Regions from separate parts of the Mus musculus genome. Here regions 1 and 2 are each linked to region 3. The links are chromatin contacts, called in public HiChIP or PLAC-seq and promoter capture Hi-C maps. All regions are on one chromosome and are shown on one strand. Each heading gives the region's core, a stretch centred on a gene start, on an enhancer-like site or on the middle of the called end of the contact. The rest is flanking DNA. Distances are from core to core; before and after follow the strand shown. Region 1 holds the start of Plekha2 (pleckstrin homology domain-containing, family A (phosphoinositide binding specific) member 2). Region 2 holds the start of Unc5d (unc-5 netrin receptor D). Region 3 holds the start of Rab11fip1 (RAB11 family interacting protein 1 (class I)).

Region 1 (4,084 bases), core at 53-2,552, 2.1 Mb before region 3:
AATCTGTAAAAAGACATCTGCAGATACAGCCAAAGGACTCATCAGTCTAAAGACAATAGCTAGAGAAACGTTGCCTGACACAACCTGAGGCCCCACCTTTCTTCTGTTTCTTCTCAGTGATAGCTTTCATTCATTTGCTCAACAAACTCTACTCTTCTTAGAACCCTGCCTCAGGCAGCACCCAGGGAAAGCTAAACTCTGCCAAGGCCACTGATTATGCTTCAGAAATCCTCCTCTGGCTTCTCCAAACACCAGGGACTCCAGTTTGATGCTCTGCACAGCCAGGGTCCTTCACTAGTCTGACAACTCCCTAAAGACCCGGTGAGCTGCTGGCCCACTGCTAACTCAGTACGTTCTTATTACCAAGTTATTATCATTATTATTAACAAGTCACTAGATGCAACCAAGTTGAAGATAAAACTTCTACCCTTCCTGTGTCTTCTGCTTAGCTGTTGCTGGAAGCGTTATACTCCTCCTGGAGGGGGGTGGGGGGGTGGAGGAGTGGGAGGCAACAAAGAAAGAGTGGGGGATGGGGGACAGCTAATCAAAGACATTAAGAACACTAGCACAATTTTGGAACTTCAGCCTCTACTGCAAACCAAAATGCTCCCAGGAGCCGCAACTGGTTCGTTCTCCCCTGCTCCTCCTCTAGTGTTTATGCGCCTCTGAAAAACTCTTAATTGAGTCCAATCAGGGACAGAAGGAGTACAAACGGAAGATGTTCACGAAGGAAGGAAGCCTTAAAGGTGAAAGACTCGGGGCAGGGCTGCCCAGGGCAGAAGGTGTACAAGGGTGCCCTGGTCATGCCCTGATACTTTTTTTCCCTTCCCACACGACCTGGCCCCATCTCTCCTTTCTTCTTTTCTTTTCCTTTTAAATTTTAAGTCTCCATGGCTGAGCAGAACAGGGAAGCGCGGACGTTAAAGGGGACAGCCTTTTGAGGCTTCCCCTCGAAAGGGTTACCTAACCTGGAACCGACCTACGTTTTCCACCAAGTCACCTCCATTGCCAGGAATCCCAGAAGCCCATGGCGGGAGCAGACGAAAGGAGGAGTCTCCCCAGGGTAGCATTCTAGGCCCGCGCCAAGTTAAAAAGGAGTGAGAAGGAGAAGGAAGAGGCTCCAACACCCAACTCGTGCCTGAGGGACTTGCCTGGGACGTTCTCTGCGCTCCTCCCCTACCCGCTGCCCGGGCAGTCCTTGAGGGGCTACCACCCCTGTGCTTGAACCTCGGAGAAGTTTCGCCGCTGCAAACGTGAGAATCTGCAGCTCCACAGGACACCGCCCCCACACGCCCCACCCCACAGCCCGACCCCTGGCGGTGGCGACCTTGGTCACCCAGGAGGCGCCAGTGCACTGGAGGAGGGGCTGCATTTGGGGCTTTCCTGGGAGCTAGGGGAGGTGGCCCATTGGGCCACCTCCGGTCGCCGTCCACCACCCGGACTGGCGCCACCAAGCAAACCCAGCCGCCCTGCTCCCCTCTCTGCCCTCCGCGCCCGGACCCTTGCGCCTCTCTGCCCGACTCACCGCGCTCTGCGCAGCAAGGGTCGCATCGGGTCCCAGAGCTCTGCGCCTCGGGGCTTCGCTTCCCGCCTGTCCTGCGGCACACTTCTCCCTTATCCTCAGCTGTCCTCCAAGGCCGTCTCTCGACTCTTTTTTTCCGGGTTAATTTCGTTTCACATTAAAGCAAAACCCAGCCCCGGATGTGAGTACAATGCTCCTCGGGCCTCCAGGGGGGAGGAGAGGGGTGCGGAGACCTCGAGGGGACAGCAGCGGGGGATGGCGGGGGGGAGGAGGTTGGTGGGATGTAACCCGGCTGCAGCAGGTGTCCGCGATGGGGTGCTCGACCGTCACGTCCCGAGCCTACTTCTGCGCACTGTGCAGCCGGCCCAAACCGCGGCTGCCCGGAGGGCGAGGGGGCGTTGGGAGTTTAGGGGTGGAGAGAGGAACGCATCGCCCCCTGCGGTCTAAAGTGCACCCCCCGGAGCTAAGAGGGTCGCCAACGCCCTGACCCAGCTTGCCTGGCCCTTCTTGGAGCACGGAGAGAAGTGGGAAAGAGAAGCTGGATTCGATAGGTTCAGCCTAGGGTGACCAGACAGAACTCCAGCGCCCTCGCCCTTCAGTCACACAGCAACCCGTAGGTATCAATCCGGTGCTGGGGCCGATGAGGAAACCGAGACTCCAAGACATTAGGTAACTTGTTCTGGGTCCCCAGTCAGTAGAGGGCAGGTCTGTCCGGTCTAACGCAGGCCTCCCTCGTGGAGACATTGACATTTAAATATAAGTAACGCCAGGCAGACAAAGTGGACTCAATTTTACGGTAAAATTGTCAGCCCAGGGACCGAGCACCGAGAGATGCGGCTTTGGGGGCTGGGGGCGGGGAGGAGGATGCTGATGTCAGCCGTGTGGGTCCAAGGTACTCGGAGTGTGTAGTGAAAAAGTCGCCCCCGGAAGCTCTGCAGGACTAGGCCTGGCTTCGCGGGTGGGAAGTACGGTGCGAGGCAAAGGCAGCCTGGCAGCCTGGGGGCTGAGGGCTGCAGCCAGGTGAGCCGGCAGGAAGGCGGGACGCCCGGCAGCACACGCCCCGAAAGCTCCCCTGATGAAACCGCAGGCGCTTCCTCTTCTATTTTGATAGCCAAAGCGAAAATGAGCCGCCCAGTTCGCTCAGGTGTGAAAAAAAGACGTTTGCTTTAGAACATTATGCTCTGAATGAGGAAGGAAAAGAAAACGAGGTGGGGAGAGGGGAGCCATTTCCCTTGAAATAAACATCAACGTCAATTTTGTACGTTTGAGGAGGTCCCTTGCCCTGCATTGGGGCTTCAAGTAGCATTTCTCCTAACCGGCTCCCATTCCTTAGGCAGCTGGTGACCCGTGACCCCGCTCAGTGCCTCAGTTTCTATATCTGGGTCAAGCGAGTCAATTCTTGCGGGGTTTCCTTCCTACACAAAGGTGCTATGTACTTTTTTTTTTTTTTTTTTTTAACGAGATGGTCATTTTTACCGTAAAATGGAGGCTGCTCTAAACCATCAGCTCAGGTTAAATTTGCTGAATGAGTGCTGCCCAAAACTCCCGCTGGGGTGATCGCTAAGCAGCAGTGCCGTGGTGCTTCGGATTTCACGGTATGGTTCCTATTAAAACCCATAAAACGGCTCCTGTGAGGCCTGCCTGACTCACCCAGTCACAGACCCACAAATATTTTCTGAGCACTACTGTATTGGCTGCCTGGCAGGCAGAGAAGCCAAAGGCCTCAGTTTCCAACAAAGACAAGGTAGGAACCTGTGTGTACCCTTCTGGGCCGCAGAGAAATCCGCCTTCAATATCCTGAAGAGCCAGAAGAGCCTCTGTGACAGGTAGTGAATCTCACCGACTGGTAGCTTTGAGTGAGCCTCAGCACAGTTGAGGTCAGCTTTACTCCCTGGGGGAGAGCAAGACCCGGAGCTGAGGAAGGCTCATACTTCACCGAGAGCCTCCTTACTGCTGCCTCCGGGAGTAGACGATAATTTCTGCACGGAAACCCCTTCTAGCATCCTGGTTTCCCCGGCTTCTCAGATAACCCCTTCACGTCCTCTAACAAACACCTCAGAGCAGGGCTTCAACTCAACTTGTCTGTCTATCTGTCTGTCTCAAAAAATACATATACCAGACATGACACCATTTTAACCAATTTAATGTGCACCCGTGGTAACATCCAACGTACTGTTCATCTGTGGCCACTGTATAGTTCCAGACAATTTCCATCCTCTCTCTTTTCTTTCAGCCTTAAGTAATCACTAATTTGCTCTCCACCCAGTCTACATATTTGGGACATTTCACACAATGGAAATCAAAGGACAGCGGCATTTGTATCTAGCTTCTCCAGCCTTTAGCATCTCTTGATAAATTCATTTTGAAATATTTTCCTTATCTTGACTTTATTCATCTGCTTTGTCCCACTGCACTAAACCAACGATATGAGTCTCACCTGTAGAGATAAGGACGCCAAAGACTGTTTCGGGCACCTCCCCGGATCAGAGCAACATAAGTTCCAAAATCTGATGAAGATTTTGCGGCTAGTTAGTGGTCTCAATTCGCTCCAGAATATAGGGC
Region 2 (4,286 bases), core at 671-3,170, 2.0 Mb after region 3:
TCATGTAGGAGAAAGAGAGGGGCAAAGCACCGACCCCTGGCACCCCTGCTTTCCCCCTAACAGAATAGAAAACACTCAAGAGTTGCCTGAGCAGTTAGGCAGTCTCTAGTTCCCCCGTAGTATACTAAATGGCTGAAGCCCAGGCTCCTCCAACAAGAGAAAGAAACACGCCTCACTCTAACAATCACTCGTATTTAAAGCCTTTCCTTATTTTTGAAAGCCTGCTCCATTATAAAAAGAAAAGGGGAGGGTGAAAAAGTTCAGGAAATGAAATGCAAATAGGCATAGAATAGGATCATACTGCTGAAAACCTCTATCCACCCTTTTAATTCCTCTTTCCAGGCGGTATCGCTGCTCCTAACACCGTTAGCTTCTATTAAAAAAAATGAGATTATACCGGTTCTTGGCATCTTTGTCAACCCTTCCAAAGGCCTCACAGCTACTAGCGATATGTTCAAGAGACAGAACAGAAGGAGAGGTGGTTAGCCCGGTGCCACCTCTTGCTAGACAAGCGTTAGGTAAATCATTTAATGCAATTACATATTCTAAGCCGGCTGGATGGCAAGCAGCAAAGAAGAAAGGTAAAGAAGGGCAGGGAAAGGGAAGCTTCTAGATTATTTCAAAGGTAGCCACAGCACTGGGGCTGTCTGGAACTGCCTGTGATCAGCTTCAAAACAGGTCCGTGTGGTTTATCTTTAAGTTGATGCTCTGCTGGAGTGCAGCGGATCTAGAAAAAGAGTGTGTGTATGTGTGTGTGTGTGGGGGGGGGGGGGGGGGCTCCTGAGCTTATTAGAAGCAGAGAAATCTCTGCTTCTAAATTTCCCTGCTGCTCAGTAGGGCCCGCGCTTCTAAGCTGGTATAAGCACCCGATAGGGAGAGGATGCGCCGAGAGTACAGCCTCCCTCCGGCCAACTGCTTATCCGGCTGGGCACTGCAGGCGCAGTTAAACCCCAGGGTACACACTCCCCAGAGCTCTTGCCCCCTCGCAGATTCTGTAAGGCAAAACCACTGCTGGCTTAGAGCCAAGACTAGGGTCGCCCGAGGGGCTTGGTGCAGAGCGAAGTGACCAGCTTGGATGCTTCCCCCTGAAGGGGAAAAAAAGCGCAGTCTCTATTGGAACCCACGGGCATGCCTCTTTCCCTATGCACTCTCGAACATCACCGTGGGCTCCCACCCAGGGACGAGCTCGCCCAAGAAGGAAAAGTGGAGAGGACCAAGGCGAGAGAGGATATAGGGAAGACGAGTTTTCCAGTCTGCAACAATTGAGGGGCGGAGGGTGGGGAGGGAGGTTGGAAAATCTCAGCGGGTGCAAACTCAAGGGGGGGGGGGGCCCGGTCAGAGCAACCTGTAGGATTACTGCAGATAGCAAACTTGGGTTGAAAGGCAGTGGTCCCCTGGAGCTCCTCTAACACGGTTCCCACTGAGTCGGGCTACGCGCGCGGAGAGAAGCCAGAACAACTTGGGAAACCCACGCCGAAGGTGAGAGTCCCGCTCCCCTCGCGCACCGCTGTCCACCCAGCGCTTACCTCGGGCAGCCGCAGCCCCCGCCGCCCAGAAAAAGAGTCCTAGCCATGGGAGCCACCGGCGCGCCCCGCGGCTGCCGTCTGCAGCCCCTGTCCCCATGCTCCGAGCTCCTCTCAGGATTCGCTCCTCTTCCACGCCCTGGAAGTCCGCGAGGAACGACGGCAGGGAGCCAACGCCAGTAGGTTTCCCCGGAGGTGGTGGTCTGTGGCGAGTCTCTTTTTCCCCACCGCCGCTCCCTACAGCAGCGGAACAGGGATATCAGATGGGCAGCGGGACGCAGCGCGCGCCCCCATCGCCTCCTGCGGCGCCGCCCGCCGTCCCCGCTAAGCGGCCCGCAGCCCCAGCTCCGCTCCGGGTCCGGGACTACCAAACCGAGCCTGGAGACCGCATCGCTAATGAGCCCCGGGGCCGCCTCTGCTCCACCCCTCCGAGCGGCGGCCAATGAGTCACGCCGGGGCGGGGCGATGGGCGGGGCCGGGCTCGGGAGGCGCAGGTGAGTCCGCAGCCGCCGCACGTGCGGGCACCGCCTCCCCGCTGCAGAGGCCCCCGCGCGTGCGGGATTGCAGCGCGCCCGAGCCCGGCGGCCGGAGGCGAGGATGCGCGAGCGCAAGCTGTGCCGAGCAGCCCGGCCTCTTGGAGGCGAGCGCCCAGCGGCAGAATGTGGGCGTCTGGCTTGCTAACTCTGAGTGAGACAGCGGCTTCCAGGAAACCAAGGTTTCGCTCAACTTTGAGTTCCACTTTTACCCGCAGTCCTGGGGAGGACGGGACGGGCGCTAGGGAGAAAAGAGGGTGGGGGTGGGGGGTGGGGGCAATGATAAGCTTCAACTGTGCCCAAATGTGAAAACGAAGAGGGAAATGAATCGAGGGCTTCTGGGGATGTATGGGATCAAATTTTACTTTAAGGAAGCAAAACCTTTTTTTTTTTTTTTTTTTTTTTTTAATACTTGCCGCTCTGGAATCTCAAAAGTTCTCAAAACTGCTTCACATCTGACCACTTAATGTGGTTTTGTTCATTCCAATTCAGGCCCTCGAAATTGCCTTTCTAGTAAGTAAGTAAAGTTCAAAAGGAGACCTGCTCAAAGTCTTCAGAGAAGAAAGAAAGGGAACATTTGTTTAAGCACACCACCCCTCCCTTCCCAGTCCCCTTTTATTAGATGGCTTGATCTTTACCTGATCTTGGAAGGGCCTCAAAGTTGTCTCTTTACCCCATCCGCTGGAGCAGGCAACCAGCTACAGACGACAACCCCCTTCCCCAAGACCGTTGGCTTCCTGTCCAGGTCTCCACAGTCAGACCATGGCTTTCTGTCAGAAGCTTTCAAAATGTCCCCTGTACTCAGCTGGTCAGAAATCTGGGTTCTCAATACAGATGGAAAGCTTCAATTAAAAGACAGCATTGGCAAGTGATTCCTCAATGGCTACCAAGCTCACTAGCCCACACATGCACACACACAAACAACAACAACAACAAAAATCTTGTCCAAGTGCAACCTGCTCCCAAACACCTCTGTATGGAAAAAAAAAATGGTTTGAGGTGGAGAGATTGTTGTGAAGGAGGTAATCACACTAACTTACTTGCTCCCAAAGACAAAGGGGATGATAGACAAAGATTGATTACCCGATAAACAGGTAGGCCATCCCTCTCTGCAGACACCAGGCTTGTGCACGTCAGCGGAAGGAGCTGATTTTTTCCTACAGAGCTCTTGCAGCTCAATAACAAGTTTAGGTCCTGGTGGAGAAAACCAAACCCTGGGGAACAGATACTTCAAAGCAAAGACTGATGTGGGGCCTGGCCAGGGACTTGCCTGGAAATCTCTTTAGAATCTTGGTAAATGAGGGGTTTGTCCTTTCCTTCTGAGAAGGTGAATTGAGAATTAATCTACCAAATACGCCTCACCTGTCTCCCAGAAACTACTCATTCATTGCCTGCCTTCCTGTATGGCTGAAGACTATGTGACAGTCCCCTTACAAATGAGCATTTCTGTTTAAAAAGAAAGAAAGAAAAATTTAGTTATATTTTCAATATTCTATGACCATAGTTAATTCTCTTTATTGTCCCCACAGGGAGCAAAAAATAAAGTCAGTTTATTTTGGGAATCTGAAAAATAGATAAGCTAGTTTGACATTAATAATTCTAGAAAATATGATGAATGAAATGGTGGAAAAACAAAATTACCATTGAACAAATCCTAATCTTAAGGAGTGGGTCTTCATACATGTTTTTAAAGAAGACTCTACAAAGCTGATATATTATCACTATTGGTAGGTAAGGACAATGAATTTGACTTTAGAAGAAAATTGCCCAAGGCTGATGTAAGTAAATGGTTGCGGAACATCAGGAACAAGAACCATTTTCTGTAATTCTACATCCACAGAGCTAGCCATGGGCATGTCTGTCTGGTCAGCGAGGCTTATTTAATTATGGGCTGAGCAGACGCTGTACCTTCAGTGTTACCTGAAGTGTTGCACGCCCTATATTTTACACTGCATATAAATTATGCCACACACATGAATTTCATGCATGTGTATAACTTCCACTAGTTTAAATCCTGTACAGCTGTTTATTTTTGTGTAGATAACCATATCTATTTGGACAAAACAGTTGAGTGGTTATCATTCGCGATTAGGACCTCTGTCCCAGGAGCAACAGCATGCCATGCAAGAACTGGGGCTAGTGAGATGAATCATGGGTAAAAGTGAGATGAATCATGGGTAAAACTGCTTGCAGCATAAGCTTGCCACTTGAGCTTGATCCCAAGGAACCA
Region 3 (4,060 bases), core at 135-2,634:
GCCGGGCGTGGTGGCACACGCCTTTAATCCCAGCACTCAGGAGGCAGAGGCAGGCGGATTTCTGAGTTCAAGGTCAGCCTGGTCTACAGAGGGAGTTCCAGGACAGCCAGGGCTACACAGGGAAACCCTGTCTCGAAACAAACAAACAAACAAACAAACAAACAAACAAAAGACTTTAACGTGAACTGGAGTTTGCCTAACTTTTTCTGCAAAATTAGGATGTCCTGTCAGAACCTTCAATTAAGGGGCCACAGGTAGGCTAGTGAGTAGCCACGGTACCAGGAATTAGAACCAGACAGAATTTACCAAACTCCAAAGAGCAACAACCTATTCTACTCACTTCTACTGAGTCAGTAACAGATCTTGGAACAATCATCGACCACTAATTCAGATCCCAGACAAACAACAAACTGTTCTAGCGTTCATTCCGAGGGGTCGAATCAGATGGGCATGAGAATCAGCAATCACCAGGCTGGTGGTTTTTTTCCCCCACTCTTGTCCTCCCAGGATCGTCCAGCTCTGGGGGCCCTAGGCTTTCACTCCAAATAGCTACCCTCCCTGGCCCAAGGGTTCTCAGCTCAAAGCCTCTCAAGTTCAACAAAATACTCAGGGGAGCGTCCATGCAAGATAAAGCGGATACCCCACCTAATAGGAATTCTCCTACCTGCATATTATTTCAGTTCACCAAAACTTCATCTAGTGCTTAGTGTGCTGTGCGGTCTAAGGGCGCCCTGAGGATTCAAAGGTTCTCCTATCTTCCAAAAGCCCCCATAACTGGGAAAGCTGGAAACTGACAGCCCGAAGAGAAGCTGGGTTAGGTGAGCCTGCGGGCGAGGGGGAGCCAAGGGCCATCCTCCCATAGCGCGGTAGCTGCCACTCTCGCCCCCAAGGTGCACTGCCCGAGCGTCCTTCCTCCCCTGGACTCCCCGCGCCCTGCAGCCACTCACTGCTTCTTCCTGCGGCCCTGGTCCCGGTGCAGCTCCCGCAGGTCCACCTCGGCGCGGCCCAGGAACTTATCGAGACCGAGCAACGCGCGGTGCAGGACGGTGAGCTGCAGGGTGGCGGCGGCGGCCGGCGCGGCCCCGGAGGACAGCAGCGGAGGCAGCTCGAAGGTGGCTTCCTCGCGCCACACGGGCGCGCCCAGGCTGCGCTCCGACACCGACGTGGCGTACTTCTCCTTGCCCACCTGGATCACCGCGTACGCGTCGCTCGTGCCCCCGGGTCCCTTGGCCCGCAAGCCCCGCGCCTGTAGCACCGTCACCTGCACGTGGGTAGGGGACCACATGGTCCCCGGGCCCCGGCCCGCTGAGGCCGCCAGGGACATGGTGGCAGACGCGGCACCAGGCTAGGAAGCCAGAAGGTAGCCGCTGTCCTCGGTCTGGACCGCCCACCGGGCTCCCGAGCCGCTTTAATGCTTCCGGCCACGCCCCCACCACGCCCCCTGCGCCCGCGCGCCACCTGCCCTGGGGGCGGGCCTCGCGGAGAAGGCGGGGACCTAAAGGTCACGTGGGCTGGCGCAGCCTGAAGAGTTTTGGATCAGAGAAGTAATGATGCACTAAGTGGTCCCCAGTTGTCTGAGTCCGTATGAGGGAACAGGAGCAAGCCTGATCCGCCTAGCAGCAGATGTGAGACTTTGCCTCAGTTTCTTCTTGCGTAAAACGAGGCGACAGTCACCCCTTGGATTGCTGTAAAGAAAGTAATACATTTAAGTTTATAGCATAGTTGCATGCCTATGGGAAGGGCTCCGAAAGTGGTAGCTATGCTTGGGTTATACCACACCACTCCAGGGATGCTTCTCCTGCTCTGGTCCCCTGGGTACTGCTCTGGAGGAAGGCGGGGAGCCAGGGATGTTGTGAGAGACTGTGTCGGGGAAGCGGAGGGTAGGTGAGGGACTAGCCTGTGCTACTCTGCCCTTACCACATAGGGTGAGGCTAGGTTAGGAAGAGCAAGAAGGGGGAACTGGAAACGGGGTTGCCAAACCGAACCCCTCGGTTCCCCATTTCTTCCTACGTAAGCCTCTTGCGTCCTCTCTGGGCTCCATCTCTGGCCTCCCACTCGGTTTTCTTGTTCCCAGTCAGTGTCTAGCAGATTGGTGACTTCCCTGAGTGTTTCGGGTCATCCTTCAAAGGCTGAAATCTCCGATGGTGAGTTATTCAGAGTGGAAATGTAACTTTGAAAGCCTTAAGGTTCAGGAAAGATGTGACACGTCCGAGTTCTTACATTAAAGCTGGGGATAGAGCCCTGGTGCCCTGGCTCCCATGCTAGAACTGAGGACACCTCCCGCGCTACAACACTTTAAAGGTTTCCAGACACACACACACACCCCTCCCTCTCCACTGAGCTCCCTCTGGTCGACCAGCCTACTGCTTTCCCGACTTCTGGAACCCCTGCAGTGTTGAATTACCGCCAGCTGCGGTACTTCTCACTTAGACTCTTGAAGGCATTCCTTTTTTGGGTCCCACCCCTTTGTTTTCCTTGACTTCTGGGTAAACAAACCTGCAGCCTAGAGAGTTTCTCTCCCTGGGGCCCCAGCTGTCCCTTATCTACCTCACTGCTTGTCACAGATTTCCACTTGACATAGCTGCCTGAAAGACAGGTGACTTGTTTAACTCCCTGCTTCTCAGTCTTGCGGGGGGGGGGGGGGGGGGAGAAAATAGGACTGCCAAGGTGGCTGGGTCATACAGATTATGAACACCAGGATTTGGAGTTATACATCAGTGTTAGACCTGGCGAGCTAGAAAGCTCACTGGAAGGCTATGAGCAGTGGCATCCTTAAACTGAGCCCAGTTGGGAGGTGGTGGTGCCTGTGAAGAGCATGCCAGTGACAGCCATTTGCCTTCATTTCCCCCTGGGGACTGTCTGCTCTCTGTCCCATCTGCCTTCACTTTACCCATCCTTGCTGTCTATACTCAGCTGGCTGTCCTGCTTGTCCAATGGGCCCTACTAGATGAACTCTACATCTGGGGTCCAAATTGGCTTTGGAAGTTTACAGCTCTGATTCCCTCCACACTCACTTATATATATATATATATACAGGGGTTGGAGAGATAGCTTAGCAGTTAAGAGCACTTGTTGCTCTTCCAGATGACCCAGGTTCTATTCCCAGCACACACATGGTGGCTCATAACTATAGCTCCAGAGGATCTGACAGCCTCTTCTAGCCTCTGCAAGCAAAACACCCATATACATAAAATTTGAAAATTTATAAATATTTATTTTTACTATTTGTACACACACAGAGAGAGAACAAGCTGATCTCAAAGGTCTCTTTGTCCTGTCTCTGTCCTCTGGGGGCTGGGATTACAGACATGGGTCATGTTGCCCAGACTCACATTTTCTGTGCTGCTTCCACGAGAAGCAAGCAAGGATTGACCCCAAGCTGGATGAGCAAGAGGTAGCATCTCTTCTCTCGTGGAAGGGATAAAGGGAGGGAGGTGGGGCGAGAAAGAACCACGAGCGTGCGTGACCTCATGTGTTTGGGTTTCTGTCAGGCAGAGACTCTGGCTAAGAGAGATGGCAGGGTGGAAGAGGGCAGTGCCACTTCATCACCAGCACACACCAGGGCCTTTTTTTATTTTATATTTTTGACTCTCAGTTGGGGTTCGCTGAGATGCCTGGGGCTGGGCTTAGCAGTGATGGGGGTGGTGACTGATGGGGGCGGGGCGGGGGGAGGATATCAGACATGTCAATAAAGAAGGAACAAGGTGTTTTCCAGCCAGATATGGACCTACAAGATGGCTGTTTCCTCTTTTTTTTTTGGGGGGGGGGGGGGCGTCACACTGTCTTTAAGACTCAGTGACTGAGTGAGAATCTGTCTGCTTTGACAACACTGTAACCTGACTAGGGATACACGGGCACAGTGACAAAGGCTACAAGACAGACAGTTGAGAAGGTTCTGGCCGCCCACCAACTAACAGCACCACCACTCCCAGGCAGCTGGCTATCCCAGAGGCAGGTCTGCAACCATAAAGGGCCATTGGGAATGTTTGTAAATACCTCCCGAGGTCAGGGCGGAGTGAAAGAACTGCACTTCTTCCCACCTGCCCCGCCCACTCCTGGG

What was found. Promoter capture Hi-C pulls out the DNA fragments that hold promoters and counts their contacts. HiChIP or PLAC-seq counts read pairs in DNA pulled down with a chosen protein or histone mark.
Region 1: a contact with region 3 is called in an H3K27ac HiChIP or PLAC-seq map of bone marrow-derived dendritic cells, with 10 times the contacts expected there. The contact joins the promoter of Plekha2 here to the promoter of Rab11fip1 in region 3. A contact is called at or near these places in 2 of 115 datasets of contacts at active chromatin or transcription factors (bone marrow-derived dendritic cells and embryonic stem cells).
Region 2: a promoter capture Hi-C map of hippocampal neurons shows a contact between it and region 3, with 8 times the contacts expected there. The contact joins the promoter of Unc5d here to the promoter of Rab11fip1 in region 3. A contact is called at or near these places in 2 of 39 promoter capture datasets (hippocampal neurons and liver) and 1 of 9 other capture datasets (embryonic stem cells).

Annotation. Positions count from the first base shown.
Region 1 is chr8:25,100,509-25,104,592 of GRCm38.p6, forward strand. It overlaps Plekha2 (pleckstrin homology domain-containing, family A (phosphoinositide binding specific) member 2), which reads right to left and starts at 1,303. Exons shown (of 12, transcript NM_031257.3): 1 at 1,152-1,303. It overlaps 5830408C22Rik (RIKEN cDNA 5830408C22 gene), which reads left to right and starts at 1,671. Exons shown (of 2, transcript NR_155282.1): 1 at 1,671-1,703.
Region 2 is chr8:29,217,716-29,222,001 of GRCm38.p6, forward strand. Unc5d (unc-5 netrin receptor D) reads right to left here and starts at 1,921. Exons shown (of 18, transcript NM_153135.3): 1 at 1,527-1,921. The coding sequence starts at 1,623.
Region 3 is chr8:27,173,262-27,177,321 of GRCm38.p6, forward strand. It overlaps Rab11fip1 (RAB11 family interacting protein 1 (class I)), which reads right to left and starts at 1,385. Exons shown (of 6, transcript NM_001080813.2): 1 at 948-1,385. The coding sequence starts at 1,324.